Regions from separate parts of the Mus musculus genome. Here all the other regions are linked to region 3. The links are chromatin contacts, called in public HiChIP or PLAC-seq and promoter capture Hi-C maps. All regions are on one chromosome and are shown on one strand. Each heading gives the region's core, a stretch centred on a gene start, on an enhancer-like site or on the middle of the called end of the contact. The rest is flanking DNA. Distances are from core to core; before and after follow the strand shown. Region 1 holds the start of Lrig2 (leucine-rich repeats and immunoglobulin-like domains 2). Region 2 has its middle 21 kb from the start of Gm25869. Region 3 holds the start of Phtf1os (putative homeodomain transcription factor 1, opposite strand).

Region 1 (3,565 bases), core at 162-2,661, 540 kb after region 3:
TACGTTCTGCAAATGTATACTTAACCTCTGCAATACAGATGTTCTACCTGTATTCTTTTTCCATTAAGAACCTAACCAATCTTTGTATTTTAATTATATCACAAAACTATTTTTAGTGATAACTCTTTTTCAGAGGTAACTCTAGAAGTCAATTAATAAGCACGTTGATCAGTTAGTGGCAGAGACATAACTGTATGTTGGTGGCTAAGAAGTCTCATAATTGCAGCATTTAATACCTACTGTTCTATTTAATGCCTACTGACTCAGAGCAGTGAGCTCTCCAAATGCCACTAGCTAATACAAGTTTGTCAGGATTTAAAGTCAGAGCTAGAGAATCCACTCGATCACTGCACTGGATTCTCATACATAAACAAAGAGATCTGAAATGAAGGTTCTTTAACTCAAAGGAACATAGTGAAGACAAAGTATCGTGATTTGGGGAAAAAAAATCTTTCCCCTCTTTAAACTGACTACTAAAGAATAACTGCTCTTACAAAACATTAGAGATCAGCAATGATCTTCCTTAGGCATGCAGAGGTTTTCAACCCTATCAAGAACTCAAGTATCAAAACTGAAACATACAATGAGCCGATGGGAGAACTGGGGACAAAAGAGAGATCCTGTATCTTTGGGAGAGATCGTGTTTGCATCACGTGCCCAAGGACCAGTCAAGCTGGAATTTTAAAAAAAAAAAAAAAAAAAAATGATGCAGCCCAAAGAGGGCTTTGCACTTGGACCCGACCCACAGCCATCCAGAGTCTCAGCTGTGCTGCTCAGGACCCGTGAGTCCAACATTAAACATCTCCAGCCCGGAACGTCACAGACCCCAGATCTTAACCCCTATCTTCCCACGAGTACCGGGAAACCCTAACATTCAAAGTTCACAATCTCAATAAGGCAGCTCCCTTCCGAACTCGGTGGCGACCGCGCCCTGGGACCCTCTACTCACAGGCTGGAGATGTCGGAGGGCAGCGGGCCCGACAGTGCCCTCCAGCTGGGCGCGGGCAGCTTCCTGCGACTGCAGTCCAGCAGAGGAAGACGGCAGGCGCAGGGCGCCGGGCACAGGCCGGCTCGGGCAGCGGGCAGCAGCCGCAGCGCCTGCGCAAGGATGAGCAACCGTGCGAGGGGTCCCAACCCACAGCCCAGGCGCCGCTGCTCCCAGATGCCGCGGGGCGCGGCCGCCATCTTCCCCTGGCCGGGACCCGCTCGAGAACAGCAGCTAGCTCAGAGAGTCGGCTGAGGAGAGATGCCCGGAGGCTAAACCGCCACCCGGAGCCCGGGCTGTCACTTGTCCCCTCTCAGAGCGGGCGAGAGGAGGAAACGACGCTACCGCAGGGGAGGGGGCGGCGGTCGGGGGCGTAGAGCTGAAACCCTGACAGACACCGCTCGTCCGCCCCGCCCCGCGACGCAACGTACTCACGCTCAGCAGCCAGCCAATCGGAGCCCCGGGATGAGGTTGCGTCGGAAATTGGGTTCTGAGAGAGGCGAGGCCTACGATTGCCCCGCCCCCTAGGAGGCGAGCATTACAGCGGCCCTTTCTCCTTTTCCGAGCTGCTTCTGCAGTTCTGCAGCTATTCCTCCGCTTGTGGGCGCACTAGGGCCTTGAAATAGAATGGAAAAAGCGAAACCCGAAACGCCAAATCCTCACTGCGGTTGATCTGCAGTAGTAGTGAAAAAAGACCTATTCTGTAGGCTCCTGCAGAAGGGAATGGCACAAGGGCTGCATGCCAAGCAGCAGCTGCAAATAAGTGCGCGATCTAAACCTAACTTCGACCACATCAGTCTCCGGAGCCCAACCAGGGCGGCCTCTGCGGCCGAACTCCCTGCCCTGAAAAAATGTGGCAGTTGGTTCTCCCGGAGCATGGCACGCTGTCACTGTGAAAGGACTTCAAGTTCCCATTGGCAGAGGCGCTATTTAGTCAGTACACCTCCGGCTTCTACAGTAGCCTGGAGTTCAATAATTGTCTCTAAAGAAAATTCTTTCCTCGATTTGGGAAAATATTGTTTCATCTTCAGAAGAACAAGTGGGACAAATAGATAAAACGTTGGTTTGAGGATGTGGGTTTTCTGGTTTCTGTTTGAGGTTTTTGAGCAATCAACAAAGTTAAGAAGACTGGAAGGAAATTATCCTGAAGTAAAAAGACTTACTGGGAACAGCGGAATCTAGCTACCTTGTGATCTCTCCGCTGTGTGTTACCTACAAAATGAGTAAAAATGAAAATATCAGTAATGGTTCACTGACATATAGTGTCTATACTTTTCAAAGACTTTGCAAGCCAGGTGTGGACCAGCACGCCTGCAGTCTGAGCACTCCTTGGGAATTTGAGGCAGGAGAACCCAAGTCCCAGTTCAGCCTCATCTGCATAGTATGCTTTGTATGAAAGAAGAGGAGAAACGAAAAACAGGGTGGGTAAGATGCTTCATCAATAATAGCTTTGCCACCAAGTGTATCAACCTAAGTTGAATTCGCAGACCCCACATGGTAGAATGAGACAACTGACTCCTGCAAGTCCCTGTCCTCTGATCACCATATGCACCCTGTGGCACTTACACACACACACACACACACACACACACACACACACACACACACACCATTTCCATCCATGTCATGCCTTTGGGTTAAAATTACTTTTCTGACTGTCCTCGTGTGCTTGTCTACTGCAGAGGACTTTTAGAAAGGTGTCTCCTTCAGCTTCTTCTCCCTTCTTCTCCCAGTAAACATGACCATGAAAACTAACAGCAACTACTATTTATTACCATTGAAGCAAAATGTGAAGCCAGAAAAGTGATAGAGATATTGGACTTCATCAAAAATGTACACTTCGGGGACAGCAGAGATGGCTTAGCTGTTCAGTAAACACACAATGCTCCTGCAGAGGACCAGGGTTCAGTTCCCAGCACACACACACTGGACAGCATGAAGTCCAGCTTCGAGGATTCTAACGCCCTCTTCTGGCCTCCAAGGGCTTTCTGGAAGAGGAACAAGAGCTTAGCCATCTCTCCAGCCCCTGATTTTTTTTTTTCAGTGTGTGTGAGTGTTTTGCTAACATAAGTTATCTGTGTACCACATGTATGTAGTCCCTGAGGAGGCCAGAAGAAGGCAAGGGATCCTCTGAGACTAGAGTCACAGAAGGCTGTAGGTGCCAGAGATGAAACCTGGGTTTCTGCGGGGGACAGCCAGTGCTCTTAACTGCCTAGCCATCTCTCTACCCAGCCCAACTCCAATTATATTTTTACAGCATAGAGGTCTCAGTCTGTAGTCCAAGGTGGCCTTGAACTCAAGAGCATTCAGTCTCAGCCTCCTGAGTGCTTGGGTCACAAGCAAATTTATTTTAAGATTTATTTATGTATTTATTTATTTATTTTATGTATGTGAGTACATTGTTGCTGTCTTCAGACACACCAGAAGAGGGCATCCGATCCCATTACAGATGGTTGTGAGAATAGAATTACAGGCCATTTGTTGTAAGATATCCTCTGAGTGCTGGGAATTGAACCTGGATCTTCTGGAAAAGCACTCAGTGCTCTTAACTAATAAGCCATCCCTCCAACCACTGGGGTG
Region 2 (3,335 bases), core at 728-3,227, 560 kb before region 3:
CATAGACGTGAAGGGAAAGAAAGCTGAGAGACTGCAGGTTAGACTCTCCTTCCATCACGTGAGGTTCCTGAGTTCTGGTCTTACCAATTTACATTTGACAGCTTTACTGAGGCAGGTCTTGAGGATTTGACTTTTTATGTTATTAATAAGGTTTCTCTCCTAACTCCCAGGGCAGGAGACTGAACCCAGACCCTTTTGCATACTGGACAAGAAACACTCGACCGTTGAATGGCAGCCCTGATGTCTTTAACGGGGCTTCATAGAAAACAGCATCTTAAAATCTGGCAAGTCTAGTTTGTCAACTATTTTTCTTTTATGATTAGTGCTTTTTGTTTCCTAACAAATCACCATTTACCAAAAATCTAAGATTTTTCTCCTAAGCCAGTCATGGTAGCACTTGCCTTTAATCCCAGCACTTGAGAGCCAGAGGCAGGAGGATCTTTGTGAGTTCAAGGCCATCCTAGACTACATAGTGAATTCCAGGACAGCCAGGACTGTGTAGAGAGAACCTGTCTCAAAAATTCCTCCCTGGAAATTTGCAAATCTAGCTTTGCTCTGCTTTTTCAAAGTTTCCTTGGCATTTTCACATCTTTTATATGCTTTTAAACAAAATCTCAATCATTTGGTTTTACCAATGAAGACCCTGGAGTCCAGATGCTAGGGTAAAAGCCTGCTAGCTCAGAGAGGCAGAGAAAGCACCCAGCTGACCTTCCTCAGCCTACATCCCAACAGGAATGCCCCTCTCTCACGCTGTCTCAAAAAATATTCTTCAAACTGAATGTCCCTCCCCTCTACTTCCTGTGCGTCTCTCTATCTGTCCTCCTGACTCCCTCTTACTCTCTATGTTTTCTTTTCCTATGTTCATTTCCTGTCAGCTGGTTGCTTGCTCTGACCCTTGACCTATGGTTGATTTTATTTAATCCTGTTTACAATATTTAATCAGAAAGCTGTTGGATTATAGGTGTGTGCTAAGGCCCAGCCACACCACAACTAGAAAGAGGCATTTCCAGTAAATACCACAATCTCTGGGTTCAGTGTGATTGAATTTCTGCAAATATGCAAATTCTAGAGTCACCTTTCCAATTTTTGTCAGACAAGCAAAACAAACCCAAAGTAGGCTCTTTTAAGAAATGTGTAGGTGGGCTGGAGAGATGGCCCAGCAGTCAAGAGCACTGGCTACTCTTCTGAAGATAGCTACAGTGTACTTACATATAATAAATAAATAAATCTTTTTTTTATATATATAAAGAAAGAAACGTGTGAGTGAGCTGGTTGTTGTTGGTGCATGCTTTTAGTCCCAGCACTCGGGAGGCAGAGGCAGGCGCATCTCTGTGAGTTGGAGGGCACTGTGGTCTACAGATGGGGCTCCCTGACATCCAGGGCTACACAAAGAAATCCTGTCTCAGGAAAAAGAAAAAAGAAAAAAAAAAAAGAAGAAAAAGAAAAAGAAATGTGTGAGTGCGTCATCACAGGCTGCAGGTCAGTCTGGGATAAGGTCCAGTATGTTAAAAGCTGGCATCTTTACAACGTTGAGTCTATGTGTCGCAGTCATGCTGCCTTGTTTACTTGGACCTCTGTAAGCTTTTCTCAGCTCTGTTGCAGCTTTCGTTATGTAGGTTTCACATGTGTTTTCTTGCAATTATTTCTCAGCACCTCATATTTCCAAAGCTATTGTGGAAAGTCTTACTGGTGTCATGGGTGCAGGAGAGCTGGCCCTGAGGCCTGAGCACAGAGGGGAGGTTCTGCCCTTGTGGCTGCTACTGCAGGCAGGAGAGTTGACCCAGCCTGGGCAAAGCGGAGAGCTGGCCAGATGGTGTGAGAGCTAGCAGGATGAATAGCTAAGATGCTACCTAGCTCCAATCCAGGGCTTTGAGCTGACCCATACCAGCATCTACCCCATCTTTGAGCTGCTGGAGCACAGGAAGGGGCAAGTCTTGCAGAACCAAAGTTGCAGGAACTCCAACATGTGAACACGGTAACAACAGGAGGAGTCCCGGTGACAGTCTTGATGTAGCAGAAGCCAGAGGCCTCAAACCAGCCCAGTGACTCACTGCAATGGACATTTGCAGTAAAGCAGTTTGCTCAAAAGGGTGTGACGCTGTGTGACTCATGTGACACGCTGTGACCTGCCGCAGCTTCCAAGGTGAAATGTTTTTGCTTTTAGTTTTTGTTCTCTTTTGGTGGGGAGGTTACAGAGGCAGATACAGAGAGCGGGAGATGAGTGGGATTGGGGTACATGATGTGAAACTCACAAAAAATCAATAAAAAGTTTTAAAAAATTCCAAACTCCGGTTATTTGTTGGTATTTATAGAATTATGATTGATGCCAGGCACAGTGGTCCATGGTTATAATGCCAGTACTCAGCGAGGCTGAGGAAGCAGGACACCCATTTTGAGGGCAGAGTGTGTAACATAGCAGGATTGTCGCAAAGAAAACAAATACAAGTGTGTCTGTGTGTTGTATTCGTATGTGTGCACACATGTGGGGTTGAGGGTGTGCATGCTGCGTGTTCATGTCTGGAGGCCAGAGTTTGATACCGAGAATCTGCTCCTGTCACTCGGTCTTTGAGACAGTCTGTCACTGAACAAGAGCTTTCCTCTGTGGTTCGTTAGCAAACCTCAGGGGAGCTGCCTGCCTCCCTGCTTCTCCAAGGCTGTGGTTACAGGGGCTTGCCATTGTGCCCAGGTTAACACAGGAGCAGGGACCTGAGCTTGGACAGTGTTCACCTCACCCATCGGGCTGGCTGGCGGCTGTCTCCTGAGGCCCAGTGGTTTGTTACATGTTTCAATACATTGCTAGGCTCACTCATTTGTTAGCTCTGGGAATTTTTTTTTTCTGGATAGATTTTAAACAACAGCAGCAACAGCAACAGCCAAACCAGGTCTCAGTAGGGAACCCAAGCTGACCTCTGGCTCAAGATTCTTTTGCTTCAGCTTCCTGAGATTGTAGACTGATTTCTATTTATAACTCCTTAGAATTTTACGTGAACATGTTTTCTGTGGATGAAGATAATTTGTGTGTGTGTACATGCATCTGTGTGTATATATGTGCGTGTAGCTTTACATATGTGTGCATGTGTATATGCAGCTCTGTGTATGTATGTGTGAGTGTGTGCATGTGTGTCCACACATGTGCCCCAGTGGTCTGTCTTCCTTTCTTTCTTTCTTTCTTTCTTTCTTTCTTTCTTTCTTTCTTTCTTTCTTTCTTTCTTTCTCTCTCTCTCTCTCTCTCTCTCTCTCTGTCTCTGTCTCTGTCTCTCTGTTTCTCTCTTCTTCCCTCCCTCCCTCCCTCCCTCCCTCCCTCCCTCCCTCCCTCCCCCTCCCTCCATGCCTCC
Region 3 (3,203 bases), core at 72-2,571:
GTTTTGTGTGAACTCTGTAGTTGAAGTGCCTGTCCTGACAGCATTTAGGTCTTAGAAGGGTCTCAGTATTTCATCAGTTCTCATAGATAGGAGGGGGTTAATTATCTCCACAACACTGGTGAGAAAACAGACTTGTTAAGTCAATTTCCTAAAATGACAGTTCATTACTGGGAGCTGGGGCCTGAATGTTTTTTGGGGGGTTCAAAGCTTGGCCTTACACAGCAGCATCCTAATAAAACACTGAAAATTTTTACCAGGGTTCCTGAAAAATAATTTGCAGCTGTACCACCAATTCTATTCCTCAAAGTACAGCCACAGCCCAGAAAACCTCTCGTGTGTTTGGCAATGAAGCCAAATGCTTTTGTTATTAGTGTTAAATTTAGGTCTTAACAGTAATTTTTTGAGGTCATTTACCAAAATGAGTTGGTTGTTGCCTTGAGCTCCACTGTCCAGCAGCACTGAAGGGGCTGTTAAGGCTCAACAGCTTTTTATTTAACCCTGAACAGTTAAGGGGTATACAGTGGGGATCACTGCCAATGGGTGAGGCAATTTTTAAAAATAATTCCTATGGGTGTTAACATTTTAGTCGTTTCACAGTATGGATAACTTTCATTTGATGCTGTTTTAATGGCTGGAGACTGCCTAAGTGGTAACTATTACCCATTTTTAGCCTTACATCAACTAAATGCTTAGTGCCTAGGGCAAGAAAGGACTTAGCTTTTAATAAGTTCAAGACAGTGGCCCCTGGAAACAAACCACTAAGGTGCACACAAATGTGTAGAGACAAGAACAGCTTAGAAACCCTGTGGGTATACATATTTATATTTACATTAGAGTGCAGTTGCCCTTTCTCTGGACCTCTCTTTAAATCACTATAAACAGCCATTTTCTCCGATTTGGGGGAAGTCCCAGTGCAGTCCGAGCCCTGTGCATCCCCTTAGTGTTGTGTGGGCAGCAGAAAGCCTTTGTCCCAGAGCTGCCGAGAGCCGAAGGAGGAACCACTGGGCCACAGGCAGCCTGTCCGCGTTCCAGGCCGCGCAAATTCACCAACATTTGTCCATCCAACAAGAACGGAGAACTCGAGCGAAGGCTCGTGCCCTGCACTAGTCTCGTCCCCCCAAAGGAGACAAGGACATGAAGTAAACACCACGCTAAATGCTACAGACCCGCACAGGAACCTCTGGAACATCGGGACCAGCCTCCCGGGGACCGACGGGTACTGGGAGGGTCGTTTCTGAGGTGACTTTCCGTTAAGCGTCGAGGGTTACACGCGAGGCGGCTGTCGGCTTCTTCCTCCGGGCAGCCAGAGCGGCGGGAAGGCGGCCGGGGGCGGAGCCGGAAGGCGGAAGCGGCCGATCGCATCGAGAGCTTGTGGAGCTGCGGCCCGTCCCTCACGGAGGACGCGCGCCGTTGCTCCGGCCCGGGGCCGTCTGCTGGCTTCCAGCCGGGCACCCAGCCCTTGCGGGTGCCGAGGTGGCTGGCGAAGGCACCCTTCCCGCTTCCTTCTGCTCATTCCCCAGTTGGCTCCTGGCTTCTCCCATGGCCTGTTCTGTGGCCGCCTAGGTCGGGCGTCTGTGGCTGCAGGCTGCGCTCCTCCCGGCGCAGGACGCTGGGCTGCCTCCGGGGCAGGGCTGGCCGCCGCGGTCTCCATGGTAACGGCCAGGCGGACGGCCGGGCCTCTGGGGGAAGATGCGGCCTGCCGGGCCCGCCGCCTCGCCCCCGGCCTCTCGGTCCGGCGGGGGTCACTGAGCAGCGGGGGCCCGGCCGGCAGCCTGCCTGGCAGCGGGCACCAGGTGAGCCGGCCGCGGGGAGGCAGAGGGCGCGGGAGGCCAGCTCGGGTACTTGCTGTCCCCGCATCCATTCTTGTGCTGGGTGGTGCAGAGGCTTCTCGGATGCTGTTTCGCCTATTTCCCCCTCCCCCCACCTCTTTCTGGCGAACACCCTGAGTAAGAGCAGCTAGCTAATGGAGAGACTGAGAGAAGCAGATTTTAAGCCATACCCCCAAACGGGACAATGACCTGAAACAACTGGACTTACCGAGATATTTCCTTCGTTTTCAGTGAGATCCCATTTCTCTGGCTGGAGACACAGATGGCCTCAAATGAGAGAGATGCTATATCATGGTATCAGAAGAAGGTAACAACAGTAGTTTTTGTTTGTAAACCATACTCCCTGCAAAAAACTCCCTTAAAGAATATTGTTAACTTTCCTTAAGTTTGGTAATATCACATGTTCTTATATAACATCTCAACATAATTATAAAAAATGATGTGCAAAGTCATTATAAACACAGTTTTAGGTTCTAGGAAGTGAGCTGTAAGTCACCTTTCTCAAGGCAGCATACACGAACTACTACAATGCTTTGCTTTTGCAAATTATCAGTCTTTTAATTTTTTTTTTTTTTTATAAAGACAAGAATGAAATCCTTATCTGCATGGCTCAGATTGTTACTATCGTCTGATTGAGCTGCTCCTTACCTTTTCTTCCTCTCTGATTCCCATTGATGCTTTCTTCAGGGAGTGGAATTTTAGGTGATCTTTAGTGTAAAATATTTGGAGGGTTGCTTTTTTCACTTTTTAGATTCAGCCTTTTTTTTTTTTTCTTTCTTTTTTTTTAAAACATCCCTGGGGAATATGAACTTAATATGTAAGAAACCCACTTTCCAGATACCATATTTAATAGATTCATGGCCTTGTGAGGTTTGACTTAGATACAAAGATTGCCTTTGCATCATTTAAATAGCCTGCTCCTTGTTTCAGATTGGAGCATATGATCAGCAGATATGGGAAAAGTCAATCGAACAGACTCAGATTAAGGTAAATTGATTTCTTTGATTCTAGCTTTGTTACTGCTTTAAAGAGAAGAGAGGATCACACTTGCATTTATCCACCAAGTATGCATTCTTTTACCCTCCGAGTCTTACAAGGAAGCCGGCAGCGCATGGGTAATGATAGAGGACAGTCGATATGTGGCCTCAGCAGCAAATGTCCCAGGGAAATTGAAGAGTGGCTTCTTATTTCTGGTCAGCTTTTTACCATATGACAGTTCAGATCCAGTTTGCTAGTCTTTTATTGGAGAGAGGCTGAAAATAAACACATTTAACAAAAGAAATATCCACATTTATAAGGGGGTAGTAATCTTCTTCCTCTCTTCTTCTTTTTCTTCTTTTTCTTCTCTGTCTTCTTTGTCCTCTTTCTCCTCCT

Evidence for each region. Promoter capture Hi-C pulls out the DNA fragments that hold promoters and counts their contacts. HiChIP or PLAC-seq counts read pairs in DNA pulled down with a chosen protein or histone mark.
Region 1: a promoter capture Hi-C map of the SN4741 cell line shows a contact between it and region 3, with 5 times the contacts expected there. The contact joins the promoter of Lrig2 here to the promoter of Phtf1os in region 3. A contact is called at or near these places in 11 of 39 promoter capture datasets (the C10 cell line, the SN4741 cell line, cranial neural crest and 8 more), 1 of 15 datasets of contacts at CTCF or cohesin (the NIH/3T3 cell line), 1 of 484 Hi-C or Micro-C datasets (embryonic stem cells), 16 of 115 datasets of contacts at active chromatin or transcription factors (the 230-238 cell line, astrocytes, bone marrow-derived macrophages and 12 more) and 2 of 9 other capture datasets (adipose tissue and liver).
Region 2: a contact with region 3 is called in a FOXA1 HiChIP or PLAC-seq map of pancreatic cancer cells. The contact joins the enhancer-like site here to the promoter of Phtf1os in region 3. A contact is called at or near these places in 2 of 39 promoter capture datasets (the 3T3-L1 cell line and liver) and 3 of 115 datasets of contacts at active chromatin or transcription factors (the NIH/3T3 cell line, acute myeloid leukemia and pancreatic cancer cells).

The regions. Positions count from the first base shown.
Region 1 is chr3:104,510,507-104,514,071 of GRCm38.p6, forward strand. Lrig2 (leucine-rich repeats and immunoglobulin-like domains 2) reads right to left here and starts at 1,412. Exons shown (of 18, transcript NM_001025067.2): 1 at 950-1,412. The coding sequence starts at 1,185.
Region 2 is chr3:103,404,529-103,407,863 of GRCm38.p6, forward strand. No RefSeq gene overlaps it. Among named protein-coding and RNA genes, the nearest start is that of Gm25869, 21 kb to the right of the region's middle. Within about 2 kb of position 1,978, at least 87 of the 459 cell types and tissues checked have an H3K27ac peak or open chromatin away from gene starts, as enhancers often do. A contact at or near this core is called in the NIH/3T3 cell line and pancreatic cancer cells, where this site is marked.
Region 3 is chr3:103,966,995-103,970,197 of GRCm38.p6, forward strand. Phtf1os (putative homeodomain transcription factor 1, opposite strand) reads right to left here and starts at 1,322. Exons shown (of 1, transcript NR_030676.1): 1 at 1-1,322. It overlaps Phtf1 (putative homeodomain transcription factor 1), which reads left to right and starts at 1,264. Exons shown (of 19, transcript NM_013629.2): 1 at 1,264-1,793; 2 at 2,061-2,136; 3 at 2,760-2,816. The coding sequence starts at 2,092.